Regions from separate parts of the Sus scrofa genome. Here region 1 is linked to region 2. A link is a contact called in public HiChIP or PLAC-seq data. All regions are on one chromosome and are shown on one strand. The core of a region is the stretch at or near the end of the contact, and the rest is flanking DNA. Distances in the headings are between cores, read along the strand shown.

The links. HiChIP or PLAC-seq counts read pairs in DNA pulled down with a chosen protein or histone mark.
Region 1: an H3K27ac HiChIP or PLAC-seq map of alveolar macrophages shows a contact between it and region 2. The contact joins the promoter of CD79A here to the promoter of GSK3A in region 2. A contact is called at or near these places in 1 of 47 Hi-C or Micro-C datasets (embryonic fibroblasts) and 1 of 2 datasets of contacts at active chromatin or transcription factors (alveolar macrophages).

Annotation. Positions count from the first base shown.
Region 1 is chr6:49,997,198-50,002,069 of Sscrofa11.1, forward strand. CD79A (CD79a molecule) reads right to left here and starts at 2,097. Exons shown (of 5, transcript NM_001135962.1): 1 at 2,022-2,097; 2 at 406-699; 3 at 30-148. The coding sequence starts at 2,097.
Region 2 is chr6:49,687,283-49,692,427 of Sscrofa11.1, forward strand. GSK3A (glycogen synthase kinase 3 alpha) reads left to right here and starts at 3,088. Exons shown (of 12, transcript NM_001315708.1): 1 at 3,088-3,393. The coding sequence starts at 3,111.

The DNA of each region.
Region 1 (4,872 bases), core at 847-3,346, 310 kb after region 2:
AGGGGGGAGCTGGTCCCCAGGTGGCTCACCCTGAACAGCAGCAGCGTCCCAGGCACCACGGCACAGATCAGCAGGATGATCCCCTCAGCTGTGATGATGTTGTTCTTGGTCCCCTCCCCCATGTCCAGGAAGGGCCTGGGGAGGGGGTCTGTGAGGACAGAGTGCGGCTTAGAGCCCTGGCACCTCCCGCCCACCCCCACGCGCCTCCCAGCCCAGCAGCCACAGCCCCCCCTCAAAGGCCAAGACCACTGACGCCCCCACTTGGCAGGTGAGAAAATTGGCCACTATGTATGCTGACAGTAAGGATTGATGCAGGCACTGGCTCCATCCCCCTTCCCAGGTGAGGAAGCCAGTGTCCCCAGCTGTGGAGGGATGGGACCTTGGAACCAGCCCCCAGGCACTCACCTCGCACGCGGAGGTAGGTCCCACAGGAGCGCTGAATCCTCTGGCCCTCGTTGACTTCGCACCTGTACATGCCCCTGTGGCTCTTGTTCACTTGCTGGATGATCAGCTCGCCCTTGGGGCCCAGTTCTGAGAGATCCATGACCGGGGGCCACGTGGAGTTGCCTTGAGGGACGCGCCACCAGGTGATGTTAGTGCTGTTGCTGTTGTGTCTGCATGGGAGGCTGACCTTGTCCCCCACACTCACCGTCACCGATGGCGGGCCCCAGTCCACCCACAGGGCCTGGCAACAAGGGCCTGCGGAGAGGAGAGGCAGATGGTCAGGGACCTTGACACAGGCCCAGCCTGGCCCCTGCAGCTGTAGTGCTCCCGGCTGTGTATGTGTGTGTGGACTGTGTGCATGACGGACCCCGGGGCCCGTCCCCGCTCATCACTCCAGAGCCATCTCCTTCGGCCCTTTCCATACCCGCTCTCTGCTTCAGCTCCACTGCCCTCCCTGGCACTTGGATAGTTGGTCGCCTTGGTGCTAGAAGTGCGCTTGGCCTGGCAGCTCCTTCCAGAATCGGTTTGGCCATCGCCTCTTCCTGAGGGCCCTCCTGGTTCCCTCTCTCACCCCAGCCCCAGCCCCAGCTCGGGCCCACACTTGGCAATTTATTTATTTCATATAATTGTCACAGAACCCTGAGAAGTCGGTTCTCTCATTGTCCCATGTTGCAAGTGGGACAGTGGAGACCGAGGGTGGCAGGAGTGGCTCAGGGGGGTGAATCCTGACCCCGGGAAAAGGGTTTCTTCCTGCCTGTTTGCCGGCCCGCCTTGCCCTGTGACCCTGGGCCCACCCCCGCATGTCAAGCTGGGGGCCAGGGGTGGTTCAGTGGGTGGGCTGAGCTGGGGTTAGGGAGGGCCTCAGCTAGGTGGTTGGTGGGAGGGAGCTGGGGTGGCGCAGGCTGGCTGCTGGGGAAGCCCCAGTTTTCAGCCTCCCCCCACAGGCCAGTCCACATGGCTGGCTCTGCCTCCTTCATCGGGAGAAAGAGAGAGGTGAGGAGGACAGAAAGGAGGAAGAGGTGGGGACAGAGGTAGCAACCTCAGGGTCACGGTCATGGACTCCAGTCCTAGGTCCCAGTGTCACTTGGGGTGATTGGCCACCTCTCTTGGTGTGACAGGGTGGTCACAGCCCTGCCCAGCTGGCGGCGTTGCGCAGGAAGGGAAGGGGGAAGGTCACCCAGCTCCATAGACAAGGGATGAGATTCAAGGCAGAGAAGGAGAAAGCTTTTTCTTCCTCCTGAAGCTGAGCACTACCCACGGTCCCTCCCTGCCCCCAGCTCTGGAGCTCAGTGGGTCAAAGGCAACCTTAGTTCCTTATTTTGATCTGTGGGGATGAAGGGTGGCAAAGGTATCTCAGGCCCCCGCCTCCCTCCATGAAATATGCCCTTCAACTTCACTGAGCTCCCTTCAGCCTCCCGTCGGCCTGCTGGGGACAGTTAAGCTGATAGATGCAGTTTCTGTGGGGTCTTTTCCAGCCCTCCTCTTGTCAGCTCCTCTCCCACCCCCTCTGCCTGTGCCCTCTCAGCTGCCTCCCAGTTCCCCCACTCCCACCCCCGCACCTGCTCTTAACCACGTACCCAGGGCAGCTGCGGAGATCAAGAGGAGAAAGATGGTGGCAGGTGGGGTTTGGAGGGCTCGGCGACCCCCAGGCATCTTCTCCCAGTGAGTTGGTTTGTCTGGGTTGCAGCAGTCCGGGGGTACCAGATCCCACCTCGGTCAAGCTCAAAACCCCGCCCCACTTCCTGCCCAGCCCTGCGGAGATGGGCTCCACTGGCCCCACTGCTGGGCCGCTGGCTGTCAGGCTGCGGGGAGCCCCTGCCAGGAGGCTTCAGGCTACAAGTGGAGAGGAACCGCTCCCTGCACCTGTGGCCACCACAATTCCCCCGAGAGGAGACTGCTCGGGTGGGGGGAAGAGGCTGGTTCAAGGCCCTTCACCTCGTCACTGGAAAGGAAGACTGAGGCAGCTGGGGTTTGGGGTGCCTGCTGTGTTCAGGTGAGGGGGTGGTTCCAAACTTAGCCTCTGCTCCTCAGTGGCCTTGGGCAAAACTGGTCCCCTCTCTGAGCCTCTGTGTTTTCTTGGGGTTGGAAAAGAGGAGTTAATTAAAGAGACTGTACATGCTGAGCACGGAACACAGGGCCTGGCAGGGAGCAGGGGCTCAGTAAATGTTGGTGACCTTGAACACTCCCAAGGAATAAAGCATCAGGTCCACCAGCTCAGTGACTAGGTGGTAGCTTCCTTTTCAGAGCCTTGGCTTTTTTTTTTTTTTTTTTTTTCTTTTTTTGCCTTGGCATTTTTAACCTGAGCGATAAGGATAAAATGTCTCCTTGGTGGCGCTCCGAGGTGATGCAGTGAGTTTAGGATCCAGTGCTGTCACTGCTGTGGTGTGGGTTTGAGCCCTGGCCTTGTGGGCATGGCCAAAACAAATCTCCCTGGTATTGTGACATGAGATGAGGGTCCCAACGCCCATGCACCCCAGTGGGCTCTTGTGTGGTGTTCTTTCATTTTAGCCTCTACACAGGTGGGCAAGGCAGGTCATCCCCCTTTTATAGAGGAGGAAACTGAGGCCATCACAGGGAGGGGACACCATCACTGTCACTTGCCCAGTGTTATGTAGTTTGGTGGTGGGGCAGGGATTCCTAGTCACTTATGTGTGCCCAGGTTCCTTTGAGCATCAGTTTAGGTCAAGAGGGAGAGAAATGAGGCCTAAAGGTGAGGGGGAGGTGAATGATAAAAAGTTGTTGAGATGTTTGTGAGTGTTCAGGGGACCGTCTCACACATGTACACACTGACACATAAGGAGACAGCTAGGAAAAAACTCATGGCAGGAAGATTTCTGGTCACAAAAACTGGGAAACAGATGAAAAGCCCATTTACAGGAGAATGGATGATACCTTGAGGTACGGTCAACCAGTGGAGTAGTACACAGCAGAAGAGGCTGAGCTTTGCTTGTCTGTAGGGCTGCATCTCTGAGCCACAAGAGGTTAAGGATCTGGGGTTGTCACTGCGGCAGCAGCCTAGGTCACTGCTGAAGTATGGGTTCAATCCCTGGCCCGGTAGCTTTGCAAACCCCCTAAAGCACAAAACAAAACAGGGTTGCCTCTCAGAAATAACAAAATGAGAAGAAACGTATTCTGGCAGGCTTGTTTTCAAAAGGCAAAACAATCCATGCGGGGGAGCGACACCTCATTCCTGAGAGGGGTTGACTCTGGGGGAAGCGAGGAGGTCTTGACTGGGAAGGTCACACAGAGGGCTTGTCCGCCTTTGTTTGTCCTGTTTTACTTCTTCTTCTTTTTTATTTTTTGCTTCTTAGGGCCACACCCATGGCATATGGAGGTTCCCAGGGTACAGGTCAAATCAGAGCTATAGCTGCCAGCTTATGCCACAGCCACTGCAATGCTGGATCTGAGCCCCATTTTTAACCTACACCACAACTCACATCAACGCCAGATCCTCAACCCACTGAGCAAGGCCAGGGATTGAACTTGTATCCTCATGGATGCTGATCAGATTGGTTAGCCTCGGAGCCACGACGGGAACTCCTGTCTTGTCTTACTTATGCTGGATGGTGAGTTTGTCTTTCTCACACTATTATGTATATTGTTTAGCATGCTTTTGGAATATTTTGTAATTAAAAAAAAAGTGTGTCACCCACACAGAACACTGGCACTCAGAGTTCACACTTCCTAGGTTTGAATCTCAGCTCTACCTCAGTTTCTCCTCCTATAATCTGGGTACAACCTCCCTTCCTTGTGAGGCTGTAAGACATCACAGTGTAATTAGCAAGGTTCCTAGGACACAGTTCTTCTTCTCTGGCCCCTGCCCCGCTTCCCTCCAGGGACCCAGGTGTTCTGTAGGGCCTTTGGCTGTACAGCAGGTCAACAGCCGGTCTGTGCTTCAGTTCCTTCTTACGACCCCCACTAGGAAGAAGCCTGGGTCCAGCCGGTGCAGCCAGTAGGAACTCACCTCTTTCAGCATCTTTCCTGGCTGGATAGGTTTCCAGGCCCTCGACTGCCCCCCAGTGGCTGGAGGGGCTTGGCTGCTGAATTGCAGGTTCTCAGGCTGGTTGGCCAGCCTGGGCAACTCCACCTCCCACTTACCCAGATACCCTGGCACTGTCTGAAGGAAACAAATGCTTGGCATTGCATTCTCAGGACAACTCTAGAGAATCCTCAGCCAGCAAAATAGGAAACTTAAGCACTGAAACAGGGAAGGTCATGCCCAGGAGTGCAACTCTTCAGGCTTTTCTTTTCCTATTTCCCTTTCTCAGGGAGTGTGCCCTGAAGTGGCTAAAGCCTGGATCCAAACACTGGCTTTGCCACCTCCTCCTAGCTGTGGGATGTCAGGAAACCACCCAACTTCTGACTCACTTCCCAATCTTGAAACCGCAGTTGCTTTTTTGGCACCTATTTTTCAGTGCATTGATGTAT
Region 2 (5,145 bases), core at 1,838-4,337:
GGGCCTGTTGGAGGGGTTTAATCCATGAAATTCCACCCCCGTGTAGCTCTGAGGGAGAAGGAACTGGCAACTACCCACATTCCTCCTCATTTCATGCCAGCCCAGGGTGGGTGGTCCCAAATGATGCCCTTTGGCAGTGAAGAGAGGCTCCACCGCTGGGGTACTGACAGGAAACTGAGGCTCGAGTGGTAGCCTGCGGGCAACTGCTCCCTCTCCTGGGTGATGTAAGTCACTCCCTGGGGTGGGGGCCACGGCTATTTCTGGAAGTTGGGATGAGCCATGTTTCCTGGCAACGAAGATGCAGCTGAGTTGGTGGTGGTGGTGTGATGGAGAAAGGGGATGTCATCACTGAAGGAGGAGGGAGGACCCTGACTAGTAGTCTCATTCCCTGATTCCAGTGTCTTCAAAGCACCTCAAAACTGGGTCTAACATGGATTCAAAAGTGGTCAGCTCCAGAACTGCTCTCCAGGTCAGACCACAGCCCAGGCAGACTTGTTGCCCCAAATTCTGGCTGAGGAGGATGTCACAGGTGGCATCTGGTCTTCAAAACTCCAGTGGCTCCTCTAATAACCCACCCAAATCAACTTCTGCAAGACCACACCCTATTGCCTTCCACATCCCCTGGGATCTCCGATACCTAGTATAAAGCCATTTATAGATCTAATGACACTGCATCAATTAATTCACCCCATCAGAGAACCTCTTCGTGTCTGTAATACCTAGCACTGTCACAGTCCCCCAAAGCTCTTTTTTGATGCTTCTCAATCACCCTTCACCTCTTCACCCTCAGATCTCCTCTGTCACTAGTAGCTTCTCACAGTCTCGCACAGACCTTTTAGACACCCCAAGTCCTCTCAGACTTCACTTGTCTCTAGTGAAACCACTTCACCTCTTCACGTATGCCCTTAGCGCCTCCAGACACCAATAGGCCCCTCTTAGCCAGTCACAGTCCGCTCTGGAACCTCAACGAGCATTCTCAGCCCGTGCAGACATCCAGGTAATGACTGACACCTGATTCCCACAGACCCCGCAATTCCCTCTGGCGGTTGCCCACGCGCGCAGCCCACTGCGCATGTCCCACTGGTTCTGGCAGTTAAGTAACCGCCGCTATCCCGCCCGGCTTTCCGGCCCTTGCCCGCCTTCTTGGTTCAGTTTAGGACTCTCCAGGCTTTGGGCTTGACTCAGATTTTTGCTTTTGGACTCCCAGCCGACGTCAGAGGGCAGCAGGCCCTGTTTGCCTGAAAAATTACTGCAATTCCCAGAAGTACTCGCTCCGGGCTGTGGAAGACGCAGCCACATTCATTGAGAAGGGAGCGGAAGTGAGACTTCGCTTTGCCTTCTGGTTAATGTAGTTCAAAAAGGCTTTGGTGTTACCTTCTCTTCTGCCTCAAGGGAGTCTTTGTCCGCTGGGAATTGCGGTCGGCTACAGACCTAGGGGCCAATCTTCAGAAAGGCAGGCCAGTTAGTGTGATCACTATCAAAGTGAGGTCTATAGGCTCCATTTCCCATCACTCCACGAGGCAGGAGGGCTGAGGGTAGTTTCATTCCAGTTCCAGGTATTTCCGGGACACACACACACACACACACACACACACACACACACACACACACACATCATATGAACTGTTTCCCAGCGCGGTTTGGGACTACTGCCCTTCCGGGTATAAACTGATAAGTGGGGCGACATAATGAGTGCCCAAAACCCGAGGCTACTCCTAGCAGCCGGCTTCTTTTGAGGCTTCCGGGATCCTGTAATTTAGGAAGCGTGAGGATGCAAAAACCTGAATGGGGCGGGGGAGGTTCCAAACAAATTATATTTTCACCTCTTTCAACATTCCGCTCAGTCTCCTGGTGTAAGTCACATTGCTAGAAAAAGCTAGACAATATCCGAAGACTGTATTGTCCTGAGACGCCGGCAGAAACTTTGTTTCCTAAATCGTTTGCGGAGAGGGTTTCCTTCTGGATTTGTGGAAACTTGGATTTTGGAGTGTTAGGACTCCATTTTCCACCACCGCCTGGTCACCTACGGCTTTTTTGAGGGACCTGGGGGCGGGGCAGGATGCGCTGAAACTTTCTTCAGTTACACCCAGTCGACTGCCGTTCTTTCACCTTTCGCTCGCGCTCTCTCAAAGTTACCAATTAGACTACACCTCCCGGCAAGCCTCTGCACTTTCGCCTCATAAAGGGTCAGGATGCGGTCTGGCCTTTCCCTCAGCCCGCTTCTGGATCATGATAGATCCCTTCCCCTCAGTCAATGGGAAGGCTGCCTTGAACTACATTTCCCAGAAGCCACAAAGGCTCGCTGTGGCAACTACGCTGAAGCGTTGGTGTTGACTACATTTCCCAGCAGGGGCTGCGGCCTAGCGTATGAGGGAGGAGGAATGCTGTACTTACTCCATTTCCTATCCTATCTCCGGAACTGCAGTATTCGCTTGAGGCTTAGGGGAAATCACAGAGGACTCCATTTCCCGGCGTTCTTTGGAAGTAGCTTTACACCTGCAATGCGGTGAGGGCGTGGCGACAACTCCATTTCCCAGCTGGCCTTGACGCTGGATAGTTTCGGGTCCCTGGTCTCCGACTCAGTTTCCCAGAGTGCACCTGGCGCCTGTGGGCATACAGCCAATAGACTAAGGCAGCGACTGAACTCCGTTTCCCGGAGTGCATCAGGCCTATACGGCTCACTGATGGAGGCACTGCGACTATGTTCCTAAGGCACACACAGGTTGTTGCGGTGGAGTGAGTGTGAGACTCTGACCCAGCTTCCGAAAGTGCTTCAGAGTCAGCTGTCAGCACAGTCGGCCAACTTACTGCCCAGAACTCCAATTCCCGACGTGCAGCTCATCATCCCCGCGGTCTACTCTGAGGTCTTTGCAGACTCCATTTCCCGGCGTGCCACGCGGCACTCTGTGAGGGCCGAGAGAGGCGACGGCGGCGCGCAGGGTAGGCGGACTGCATCTCCCGGCGTGCCCCGCGGCGGGCGCTGGGCCGGAGCCGGAGCCCGAGCGGCGCGGCCTGGAAGAGGCCGGAGCCCGGGGGAGGCGGCGGCAGCGGCAGCGGCGGGGGCAGCCCGGGCAGCCCGAGCCCCGCAGCCTGGGCCTGCGCTCGGCGCCATGAGCGGTGGCGCGCCTTCAGGAGGCGGCCCTGGGGGCTCGGGCCGGGCGCGGACCAGCTCGTTCGCGGAGCCAGGCGGCGGAGGCGGTGGCGGCGGCGGCGGCCCCGGGGGCTCGGCCTCCGGCCCAGGCGGCAGCGGCGGCGGGAAGCCGTCTGTCGGAGCCATGGGCGGGGGCGTGGGGGCCTCGAGCTCCGGGGGTGGCCCCAGCGGCAGCGGCGGAGGAGGCAGCGGCGGCCCGGGCGCCGGCACCAGCTTCCCGCCGCCCGGAGTGAAGCTGGGCCGTGAGTACTAGCGACGCCCGTAGCGGGTGGAGGTTGGGGTCCCCGAAGCCACTCAGACGTCGATCAGGTTCTTCTCTAGGCTGAAAGAGGAGCTCGAGGTCACTCTCCCTCCCCAAACTGGGATCTGAGCTCTCCCCCTCCCAGAAAAAGGGATTTGGGGGGTTACCATCACTTAAGAGTTTAGAATTAGAATTAGTAATCTTCTAAGAGACAGGGCTCACAGACTCCTGTTCTTCTAGTACCGAAGTCTTGGGTCCTTGAGCCTTAAAAACAGGGCTCTGATGTTGCCATCTATCAGAGAACAAGATCAGGGGTCACTGTCTCTTGCAAATGGGGCTCAAGGGTTATTGTTCCCCAAGAGAACAAGAATAAGATTACCACTACCTGGACGGGGGAAATATGAATTTGCTCTCCTTTAGAATGTGGGGATTTGGAGTGAGTATCACTCAGAAGCAGGGATTTCGGTTTGCTGTGTCCCCAGAGAACAGGGCCAGGGCTTTCCAAACCTGGTACCCATTTACCTTCTGTTTTAAAACACTAGGCCTAGAATCATTACCTGTCCATAACATGTAGAACTGTATCCCCAATGGTGGAAATTAATGATTGCTGCTTCTTTAGGACAGACTGGAAGTCAGCATACCCTTCAGACTAAGTCCATAGTCACTAATATTCAAAAAAGATGGCTTAGTGGATCTTCTTTCACACACACACACAGAGAAATGGGGCAGGGGAGGGTCGCAGTTCCCATAGAATAGGGATGTGAGCTTATACCCATTTCATTATTCTGAGATACGGTGTCATTGCCACTGGAAAAATAGTTATGTAGGATCATCTCCCTCCAAAAGATGGTGTCACTGGCCCCTCAAAATGGATTTGATTCATCATTTATCTCTTTTCTTTGGAGAACCTTTCAATTTCTCAAAGAAAAAGGGTCACTCTCCCCCAAGATTGCCACCAAATTTTGCTGCCATTCAGAGAATGGAATTGGAAATTACAGCTTTCTTTCAATGGACTGAGGCTGGGATAACCCCTGTTAAGAAATCAGGTTTACCATTCTCCCTATTTAGTACTTATCCATTAGGGATCATTCACATACAGAATGGGGTCTGGGGCTCTGGACCACAGGTCACCAATGAGTTCAGGCCAGTGCCTTTTTCTAGCCCCAGAGTATCTTGGTAAGAGCGAATTATCCCCAAAAAGTGAGAGTCAAGACACTAGCACTCCTTATGGGAGGACTCATTCATTTCTGTCACCAGAAACCAGTGGTGAAGTTAAGAGCTCCACTCAGAGAGGACTTGAAGGTCACTGTTCCCCCGAGTTGTGAGAAAGCTTAGTGCTTTTCTCAAGTTGAAGTACCTCGGAGTTACTGCTCTCAAACAGAAGTCAGGTCAAGGCTTTCCGCAGTGAGAAGGGACCAGGGCAGTTAGCTCACAGTGGAAGGATTCAACATCTGGGAGTGTCGGTGCCTCCTCACATCAAGAGGGACCAGTGATAGGCTGCTCACTAGAAGTGGAAATTAAGGGTTATCAACTCTTGAAAAGCAAGAGGTTTTATGTGTGTATCTTCCCAAATGGGAAGAGTCAGGATTTAGGGTTCCATGAAGGGAACAGGGGAAAGGGCCCTGGGAGGCAACCAATAGCCATCTTTGAAGATGGGGAAGGGACAAAGAACCCCCAGTGAGCTTTCTGTAGAGATTCCCCTCCCTCCCACAGCCCCAGGATAGGGTAGTGGCCAGAGGAGGAAGGTCAGCAG